Linked DNA regions of Mus musculus: all the other regions are linked to region 2. Evidence: chromatin contacts called from public HiCAR-type data. All regions are on one chromosome and are shown on one strand. The core of a region is the stretch at or near the end of the contact, and the rest is flanking DNA. Distances in the headings are between cores, read along the strand shown. Region 1 holds the start of Aff2 (AF4/FMR2 family, member 2). Region 2 holds the start of Ids (iduronate 2-sulfatase). Region 3 holds the start of Fmr1os (FMRP translational regulator 1, opposite strand).

Region 1 (3,705 bases), core at 411-2,910, 1.0 Mb before region 2:
TGTAGTAGCAGCCATATCCTATTGGACTTAACACAACCTGTACCAGTTAACAACCTGATTTGAAACATGGTCTCCCTTTGGCTGTCCATTGGTTGATTTTCTGTCAGTTCACTAGTATCTGTAGAAGACTTGGGTTCGTGCAAAATACACATTGGGTAAAGTCCCACCGAATACAGAAATTGTAGCATCTTGGAGCTTTACTTCTCCATGTCAACAATGTGCTTTCTTCCCCTTACCTAAATAAATAAATAAATAAATAAGCCCTGGGTGTAAGCAATCCAAAGATAGAGCTGTGGTTCTTTCTGTTATATGGTGTACAGCTTCTCTCGTTTAAGGTTGCAATCTGACTTTTTTTTTCCCTCCCCTCCAGGAGAGATGTTAGATCTTGAGCAAATGACCTAGTGGGGACTCCTAGTTCGTCAAGATCAAAAAGCAAGGCTATCTAGATGGTTTTGAGTGTGTGAGGTGATTAAAAACAAATATTCAAATAGGAAAAGGAAAGAGATCAGGATAAGCCTGATGGCCACTAGGGTAATACTTTAGTTGTACAGATGGGAAAACTGAGGCTAGGAGGTTTTGTCAATGTTGTCTACCGCTCTGCTCACTTCTGGCCCTAGGATTTCAGCACAGTGCCAATACTGTACCTTCCCGGTAAGGACAGTAGGAAAGTAATTCAGATGTCTGGGACTCCAAATTGAACAAGCCTTTATAATCCTGTATATCCTTTTTCTCTTGAGTAGATGAGGAAACTTTTCCTTTGAGGAACTCGCTAAAGGAATGGATTCATCCTTTCCTGGACTAGAAGGACAAGCTGGAAGGAGGAGAGGGGTGTGGTTAAGCCCTCCACGTGCAGAGAGACTGTTCTCAAGCCAGAAGGGAGAAAAGCAGCTGGTGCGTGGGATAGTGGGCACACACCCAGCGGTTTTCCTGTTTCTCAGAGAAGGAAAATGCAGGAGGTTTTTGCCCAAAGCTTAAGGTTGGAAGAAACTAGTACTATAACCACTTATCCCAAGGACCACTCAAGGGGACGCCCTTTATCCCTCCCATTGCAGCTTACTAAATCCAGGGCCCAGAGCTTGCTGACCTACTGAGGGACCAGTACTACTTCAGCCTAAGAGGATATTGCAGCGTGAACTCGGCTGGGATGCGCAGCACCGCAGAAATGGTGAAGGTGACCGCCCTGTCCTCCCTGAACACACATGCCCCGTGATGCAGCCCAGAGGGATGCTGGGGACGCAAAAGTTTGATCCAGTGGTCTGAAAAGAATGTCTGGGCAGGGACTACAGGCAATGGCAGCAGGGCGCTAGCCCTTCCTTGCAGCAGTTTGTGCACTCTTTTCTGATGGCAAATACTACATCCCAGTGGTAGGTTGGGGTGAGGGTGTCCCATTCTGCTAGTCTACACTCTGGTACAGTGAGACCACCTTCTGTGTTCCCCTGTCTGGGTCCCAGGACCTCCTCTGGGTCCTGGGCTAGGTCTGAGTCTTCAGCTCTGCAACTGCCCCCATCAGCTGATTTTGACAGGGGGTGGGGGGCATCCAGGAGCAAGGGCGGGCGGGGCTAGCCCCTGCCAGATCCAAGGATGATAACGTGTCTGCTCCATGTCGCGGCTTCGAGCTGTCCAGGCTCCGCCCCCTGTGAGTGTGTAAGTGTGTGATGCTGTCTCGGCCGCCGCCGCCTGTGCAGCCGCCGCCGCCGCTGCTGCCGCCCCGGCTGCCGCGCCGCGCCACTGCCACTGCCTCGCTCGCCCCCGCCTCTGCCGTCGCCACCCGCCAGCAGCCTGCCAGGCGGGCGGCCCAGGCGACCCCAGCTCTAAGCGGCCGCCACCGCAGCCCGGACGCGCTGGGCAAGCGGGCAGCCGCGGAGCGAGTGGACCAGAGCGGGAGGTCAGGCTCTTGCCTGCCCGGTGCCATCGCTTCCGCTGCCGCCACTGCTCCGGAGCGCAGGACTAGGTACCCCGGGCGCCCGCCGCTGCCGCTGATGCGGCCCCAGCACTTTTAACCGGGTAGGAGGGCCAGAGAGCCGCGCCGCCGACCGCAGCCAGAGAGCCGCGCAGCTCAGAGCCGCGCCGACACGCAGCGAGCAGGGACAGACGGCCGCCAGCCGCCGCCGCCCCGCCGCTATGGATCTATTCGACTTTTTCAGGGATTGGGACTTGGAGCAGCAGTGGTAGGTGTTAAAATTCCCCTTCTCTTTTGATGAGCGGGATCCCCGGTCTGGTCTGGGCTTTTCGCCTTTGTTAAGAGGAGCCAGAGCTGTTGTGGGGGGCGCCCCGGACACTCTCCCACTTGCTCCCAGACACCTCTAGCTTTGGCTTCAGTGACTCCTTGGTCGGGTGCTGGGATGGGGGAGGTGCGGGGACAGGGAAAGATGTGGGCAAGAGCATCCCTTTGCACTCCAAGTCTAAAGAGTTGCAGCCGGCCCATAGCAGCTTCAGTGCCACCCACCCGCACAACAACCTCCTGGGGTCTTTTCTCACCAGTGGCTGATTGGGTAGGATCCAGTCTTAAATGCTTTAACTTTCCAGTTGCCAGTGCCTGCAGCCAGTGGCGGGAGAAAAAGCGACAGCCAGGTACCCAGAGGCCACCCTCAGCTTGCTCAGCGGCCACCGCCCACGCTGTTGCCACCTCAATCCCCACCCAGAAAGGCATGGGTCCAAAACCTAATGCCTATCCAGCCTAAGTTCCTCTTCTCAGAGCAGCGTCTTCAGGGGCCACTGCACTAGGGACCTCCAGTCCAGTTGCCTTTAGCGCTTGACTTTCAAGTGGAAGGGTGTTTGAAGTTGGCCCCTAAAGTCTTCAGCTCCGAAGTCAATGAACATTTAATTAGCCTCTGAACCCCCATTGGCTTCCCAGTGGGAGGCAGCCTTAGGTTTGTGTATTGGACACACAGCTAGAATCCCCAGGTTTAGCCTGCTTTAAACAAAATACCGTAAAGTTGCGGAGAGATCCTGAAACATGGTGCAAAGGTGACTGTGGTGGGGGTGGGGGAGCAGAAAGTTCTTTCTCTCTGTGTTGATGTACAGGCGCACATGCATAGTGCTCCTCAGATCTATTAACTTTAGAAAAACTTCACCATTTACTATAAACATTATCGTTCTTTATAAGTCACAATATTTTAATGTACCAGTCCCCCCGCCCATGCCCAAGTGTTTAGATGAGGAAGGAGGCAGCCACAGGAGCAGAGACTTCAAGTGGCACTCTTGCCCTTTAAATGTAGTGAGGATAATCTGTAGTGCCCACCAACAGTTTGAAATCTTTTGCAATGTTCAGACTACTAGCTACTGGCCATGAATGCTGTGCCTTTTTTTGCAGGGATTTCCATTGTCAATGTCATGTTTTAGGCAATTTCCTTCTTTAAAAAAGGGTCAGATGCTTGGCCAATAGCTTCATTATGCCACTCGTGACTGCTTGGCTGCAAACCCAAGATACCTTACATTTTGTTATAGACATTCCAAATAAATTATCAAATATATCAGTATTTATCTATAGACATTTTAAAAACTATGTGGGATTTTATTAGTTGTGAGGAAAACATTATAGTTAAAGAATCTGTTCTTGCTAAAATTTTAAAAATTCCTGAATTTACTGCTCAATTTAATGCTGTATTTCTGAATGCAACATTTACTCTGATATAGTAATCTATTTTGCTGACAATTGATAACCACATCATTATTATCTGCATGCAATTTGTCTAATATATGCTT
Region 2 (3,221 bases), core at 540-3,039:
TAGGGCCTTGCCCAGGTACTGGAGACTATTGTCTGCCCAGCAAAGGAAGACAGCAATCAAGCTCTCAGAACAGCAATTGTGTTTTCCTATGCAATGTCACCCCTAGGTACCCAGAAAGGGTGATGCTCTTAGAGAGTAGCCCTGAAAAGGAGGTTCAGGGAGGACAACTGCCATGGACTGACTCTTAGCCGCCCACTCTCAGCCACCCACAACTCGGTTGGCAGACCCACAGGTTGGATTTTTCAGCTCCCGTCAATTCCTGTTTCTAGCTGAAAGCTAGCCAAGCCTGTCTTAAGCGTGTTAGGGCCAGGGCACTGTCTCCACCCAAGAAGGAGGGGAAATCCTGCAAATGTGAGCTTCCTTGTCTGTGAAGAGACTTGCCTAGGCCTTCATTTTCTAAGTTCTGCTTTCCCCTTTCAAGGAGGTCTCTAGAGCAGCAGCATGCTTCTCCCTACTGTCTATACACAAAGAGGCATATATCCATACCTAAAGGTCCTTGGACATACCTGAGCAAAGGCATTCTGAAAGAGAACGCTATGGGATGCCAGCTGGTCAATGTTCGGGGACCTCACTAGCTTGTCTCCATAACAGCCCAGGGAGGGGCGGAGATCATCCACAATGATCAGAAGGATGTTCAGAGCATCTGCACAGGAGAGAGGGGCTTTGGTTATACCATATGCAATGACACTAAAATCCCCCTCCCTAGGGTAATGAAAGGATAAAGGCAGTCCACCCAGAAAAGGGGCGACCAGGGCTCTGCTCCAGCAAGGGCGGGGTTGGAGTACACAAAAGCCCTATCCAAGGTGAGGGTCTTATGTTTCAATCATGTCTCCACATCTAGGTGAAGAAGAAGGAGACAAAGACAGAGACAAAGATGGGAGGGGGGATCAAAGAAGGAAGGAATAGAAGTCAGATGGAAAGATGGAAGGATGGTAAAATAAAAGGGTGGATAGAAGACAGTAGCAGAAAGGAAAGGAGGAGTAGAAGGAAGGGTAAAGAAAGGAAAATGGACAGATGGAGAGGAAAGAACTGTTGGCGAGATGTAATTTGCACCAGTGGATGGCTCCACACCCATGTGCATATGGGCAGCACAAACTGGACTCTGGGTTATAAAATCATGGGGGGGGGGTAAATGAGCTTGGGAATAGGGTGCATCTGAGTAGAGTTAGGGGGAGCAGTGGGGATGTTATAAAATGCATTTATGAAATCCTCAAAATTAATTTTTAAAAAGAGAAGAAAAAACATGAAGGGATGGAAAGGAAGAGGAGGGGTAGGAAGGAGGAATGGATGGATGAAAGATGAATGCGGGGGCTAAAAAGAAAGATGAATGCGGGCAGAATCGACGAAAGGAAGCAAAGATGGATATTGAGTAGGGAGGGGTGAAATGTGGGTGAAAATGATGAAGGAAGAATGAAAAACGAAGATAGGATGTGTGGAAGAATAAACATTAGCAGGAACAGAGACAAGGTTGAATAAGGCAGGGAGCAAGGAATTGGCACCTGTAGCAGAGTTGCCTTGCGCTGCGGACTCCAGGGCGATGCAGAAGGAGCCTAGCAACAAGCTGAAGCTAAGCTGCCGCCAGATAGGCGGCGGCGGCGGCGGCGACATTTCTGCCTCGGCGCAGTCTTGCAAGAAGGTGGCGTGAGGCTACAGCGGGACCATTACGTAGCAGTGGCCGCCGCCGCCGCCGCCGCCGCCGCCGCTGCAGCCGCTGTCACCACCAAAGTCTCTGAGAAAACTGCGCGACACCTCTGCCTCGGGCCCAAAGGCCCGGGCGCTGGCCCGAGCACGAATGCGCTTGCGCAACTCTCTTCTGTCCCCTCCCTGTCGGGGGTGGAGCCTGATGGCGCCGGACGTCTGAGCACGATCAGTCAAGGTGGGCAGAACCTTAACCGGAAACAGTGCTGCTGTGGCTTTCCCTGCGTACATTTTACAGTAGGCAGTGATAACTAGGGGCTTGATTTCTTTCCAGCCCATTCTCCAAAGAAGCCCTTTGCAAACTTCCATTTTATTCCTAAAAGGATCTCTTTTCCTCTTTATTGGCTCAACAAATCCTTATTAAAACACTGCATGCACGCGCATGCACACACACACAACCACAACTTGTGTGTGCCCTCTCACACATACATGCATGTATACCGGACATTGTTGACAGTACTGGAGTTCTCAGTGCCTGTTCTGATTGAGCTTAAAATAAACTCAGAGAATGTGCCTGGACAAAATAAATCTGAGGGGAAGGGTCTGATTATTTTCTATTGAGGTAGTTTAGTCACTATCACTTTACCTCACTGGTGAAGTGATTGTTGAACAAATATTAGAAGGGAAGAAGCAATCCACCTGACGTCTGTAAAAAGAGAGAACAGCAATTACGCAGCAGGTAGTAGACAGTGATGGTGGCTGGAGCCAGCCAGGAAGAAAATTCTGGAGAGAAGAGAAGAGATGGGCACAGTGAGTGGGAGTCAGACTCCTGTGGCAACAATTACCTACTGCTCATTTTTGACTGAAGACCAAGAAGGATATGTCTTCTTTCTACCAAATGGAGCTTTGAAAAACTAGATCCTCTATTGATGAGTCACGCCTAATCCCCCACCCATTAAAAATCTAGCACAATGTCAAGCACACTGATGAAAGTTTTGTATTTGTTATTGCAAAAATATTGATATTGTGGCATCTTCTAGGCAACATGTTAAACTAAAGGCAATAGTTTCTTCTCATATCAATACTACATGCTACATGCTACTAATATCCTCATTACTGTTCAAAACTGAAAATTATGAAAGCCTAAATTTCTTAAACAAAGGCATTAATCTAGAAAATGTGGGACAGTGTGGCTGTCCATGGGGGGCATACCTCTTCAGGGGGTAGACACACAGTGTTTATAGTTCTTTAGCAGACTCTTTTCAAGTTCATAAACAAGGTCTCTGAGCACCCTCACATCCAGGCTTAGGGTAGATAGAAACATAGGGAATAAGACAATGAAAGACACCCTCAGTGTTTTCCACAAATTATGGCCATGGTTCAAATCCAAACAGAAACATAGCTGAGGCTCAACTTCCATTACAACTAGAGAGATTTGGAGGCCAAAACACAGAGTAGATGGCAATGGTGACCACAAAATGAATGAACCTCAAGTTTAAGGGATGGTACATAGTCCAGTTTAAGGAAAACAAAGTGGCCTTCTTGGTTGTAGACTCTCTAGCCTTGAATGATTACTACTATTG
Region 3 (3,365 bases), core at 180-2,679, 1.7 Mb before region 2:
AGCCTCACATCCTAGCCCTCTACCATCTGCTTAGGACAACTCACCCTTGCTCTTTCAAGTGCACACTTCCAAATAAGTCTTTCTTGTCACATTCCAGTTGGAATCATCTTGCTTCCGGGCTCACTTATCTCACACCACAGACAGGCTCATTTCCAACTGTAAAAGATATAACCACACTTTATAGACCACATCACAGTTGTGACTCCATATTTATATCTTCTTCATGCGTGTATGTGTGTGTAGCATCCATGTGTGTGAGTATGGCCACACATATGCCACAAAACATGTGTGGGGGTCACAGTACAACTTCTAATGCAGTCCTTGCCTTCTACCCAGAGTCTCTCTTTTTGTTGTTCGAAACTAGATAAGGCACACTGACCTGTGAACTTCTGGGGAATCAACTTTGTGGGAGTGCTTATTTAGGCACTTAGGCCCAGCTTTCTATAGATTCTAGGAATTAGAAAATTCAGGATTTCATGCTCGCATAGCAAATGTTTTACCCCCTTGAGCCACCTCTCCAGCTCCACACTTACGGTTTTGAGAAGTTGAATTTTGCACATCTACTCCTGTAGGTTCCAATTTCAATAGTGACAGTCTTTTTGTTGCTACCTCACCAAGGACTCACTAGTACTTAGGACAGTGCTTGGCACATGGTAGGCATTCAATGAACTTCTCAGTTGGATGCAAGCCTTCTGGATTAAAGGAGCATGGGTCAGGCTGGATATAAGCCCAATACAGAGGCCAAAGGGGTGGGGAGGTGATTTTGGTTCTGCTGTAGAAGGCAAAGGCAGAGAGCTGCATGGAAAGGACCCAATGATGCACATAGACAGATCCCATGACTGCTTTACTGATGCCCTCCCTCTGGTACAGGGGGCATGTAGAAGAGGCAGAAGTCGAGTAAAAAGGAATTAACAAGTGTTCAACTCTCTCTGTCAGCTCTTTTTATTACGAATTCCAAGTAAAACTATGAACGGAAAGTGTGAGGGGGACTGTCTGAGAAAGGGATAACATTTCCTGAAGTTCTGGCACACCCTATTGGCCCTTAAAAAGTACTCAAAGTTCCCACAATACTTCCCCAAATCACTAGGTAGTAGAGCGATTTATTTTGCATCCTAGCCATAAGAGTCCCAGAAGTCAGGGTCAATGTAGTTATCACTGTTCCTAGATCAAAGTGTTCTCCAATGGAATTTATCACTTTTTTTTTACTTCCCTCCCGCCGCGACTTGCAGTTCAAACAGGTCCCACGCCAGTGCCGTGAAAAATCTACCCAATGCCCCTCCACTTCTGGTCGGGCCCCATTTTCGACAACTGGAGGCCTTTTCCCATGTCCTCGCTTCCTCCTGTACGGAAGAGGCCTCTAGTCCCCGCGGCGGGCACAGGCAGCCAGACTTAGTACTGCCCTTTACGCTTTCCCGCCTTTCACCAAGTGCGCGCGCCAAAGGGTGCGCCCTGATACCCTGAGGCAGGTACCCAGGAGGGCGCATGCGCGTGCTCCACTGCCCGAGAGGAGGCAAGGGCGGAGCGGAGAGGGCGGGGCCAAAGGGGAGGGGCTGCGCGGGTCACGTGACATCGTTTGACTGTTTACAGGAGGCGCAGCGGAGCCCTTGGCCTCAGTCAGTCAGGCGCTGGGGAGCGTTTCGGTTTCACTTCCGGTGAGGGGCCGCGCCTGAGAGGGCGGGCAGTGAAGCAAACGGACGGCGAGCGCGGGCGGTGGCAGTGACGGCGGCGCCGCTGCCGGGGGGCGTGCGGTAACGCGGCGGCGGCGGCGGCGGCGACGGCGGCTGGGCCTCAAGCGCCTGCAGCCCACCTCCCGGAGGCGGGCTCCCGGCGCGAGGACGGACGAGAAGATGGAGGAGCTGGTGGTGGAAGTGCGGGGCTCCAATGGCGCTTTCTACAAGGTAACCGGCTACCGGACAGGCCCGGTCCTCGGCCTCCCTCCCTCCCTCGTGTCCAGGGTGGCGGGCGGGCCCCTCGGGCGCGGCGGGAGCGGCGGGCTGTGGGATGTGAGGGAGCGGCGGAGTCGGGGCCTAGAGCCCGCCTCAGCGTTCCGACTCCCGCCTGAGGCCCCGGCGCCTGGCGGAACGCGCGGGTTGCCGAGGGCGGTTGAGCGGCCGAGTTTGTCAGCGAAGCGGGAATGCGAGGACAGGGGATCCGATCGGCCATGGGGCCGGTGCCGCGGGAAGTGGCGGCAGCGGCTTAGTCCAGCTTTCCCAAATAATCCTCTCCCAGTGGGTTCGGGGCCTGACACGCGGGGAGCCGTGCGGGAACCGGGGGCGCTTCAGCCCGGCCGCCGCCAGCCCTGCTGGACGAACGGCCGTTACGAGGCTTGGGCGGCCGTTAGGAGGTTTGGGCTCCGCGTTCGGCCCACAGTCCAGACTTTGGAGAGCTCCCCGGTTCTGGGCGAGGGGTGTGCAGGGAGTAGTAAGAAGCGGGCGGCAGCTCGGAATCACAATGGCAACTGCTCTTGAGTGGCCTCTTTGTGAATTTCCAAGGAGGGTTTTAGATCTAAAAGTTTCGGAAAGACCATGACATCTGAGAGAGCGGTTTCAAACGCTAGCCAGAGCCGGTATATCCACGGCCTCCGAGGCTCTTTCTAACTGGGAGCAATTCAGGGATAAGCATGTCGCGGCTTCTAAAAATATTACCAAGTCTGCTTATTTTAAATTTCCCTTTGTGTTTAAGTTCTCGAGGACCCGAATTTGTGCCACAGAACTTCAGGAAATTAACGGGGACTGTACGATTGCTACTGAATTTTTACCAGGACGGTTTGGAATGTTTGTTCTGTGCGCTGAAGTGCATAAACTTGAGTATATTCGCTTTGAGTTTTGCGGTGTTACAGTGAGCTATATTTGAGGTTTTAAATGGGCATTCATGGAACTACTGAGAGTTTTTTTATACCATTGAATATCAAGTAACATCGTATATTTTTCAAGGAACTTTAAACTTAAGTATTGTGTGATTTTTTTTTGATACTGCATAAATGTAGATCTAGCAATATTATAAATTCTCCTTTTGTGAATGTTTATAAGCTCTCTAAGGCCCCACCTCACTAGAATATTTTAGTAACAGAAGGTGCACGTGGAAGGAAGCATGGAAAATAGCTTTTGCCATTGTCCAATAGTTTTAAGTTTATTATAGAATAACTTGGACATTTCAAGTGGGACATACTAAGCTAAACTCGGGAAAGTGACTTTAGTAAATTATGCTTTTGCCAAGTTTATGGAGACATTTAGTGGAAGATAAAATTCTCGAATCAAGGAAATTTGTAAAATACTAATTTATACTAAAAATACCCTTTTGTTGTAATATAGGAGACAGAAAGAACACAACATTTATGTTACTAATTTTACCAGTGCAGTTATTTT

What was found. HiCAR-type assays count read pairs that join an accessible place to other places.
Region 1: a contact with region 2 is called in a HiCAR-type map of astrocytes, with 8 times the contacts expected there. The contact joins the promoter of Aff2 here to the promoter of Ids in region 2. A contact is called at or near these places in 1 of 39 promoter capture datasets (cranial neural crest), 3 of 115 datasets of contacts at active chromatin or transcription factors (astrocytes, embryonic forebrain and stem cell-derived neural progenitor cells) and 2 of 9 other capture datasets (embryonic stem cells and liver).
Region 3: a HiCAR-type map of astrocytes shows a contact between it and region 2, with 5 times the contacts expected there. The contact joins the promoter of Fmr1os here to the promoter of Ids in region 2. A contact is called at or near these places in 4 of 39 promoter capture datasets (cranial neural crest, frontonasal cranial neural crest, maxillary cranial neural crest and 1 more), 1 of 484 Hi-C or Micro-C datasets (CD4 T cells), 2 of 115 datasets of contacts at active chromatin or transcription factors (astrocytes and large pre-B cells) and 1 of 9 other capture datasets (adipose tissue).

Annotation. Positions count from the first base shown.
Region 1 is chrX:69,358,671-69,362,375 of GRCm38.p6, forward strand. Aff2 (AF4/FMR2 family, member 2) reads left to right here and starts at 1,661. Exons shown (of 20, transcript NM_008032.3): 1 at 1,661-2,168. The coding sequence starts at 2,122.
Region 2 is chrX:70,363,296-70,366,516 of GRCm38.p6, forward strand. Ids (iduronate 2-sulfatase) reads right to left here and starts at 1,790. Exons shown (of 9, transcript NM_010498.3): 1 at 1,500-1,790; 2 at 507-643. The coding sequence starts at 1,608.
Region 3 is chrX:68,676,970-68,680,334 of GRCm38.p6, forward strand. It overlaps Fmr1os (FMRP translational regulator 1, opposite strand), which reads right to left and starts at 1,430. Exons shown (of 4, transcript NR_033481.1): 1 at 1,211-1,430; 2 at 45-156. Fmr1 (FMRP translational regulator 1) reads left to right here and starts at 1,572. Exons shown (of 17, transcript NM_008031.3): 1 at 1,572-1,898. The coding sequence starts at 1,848.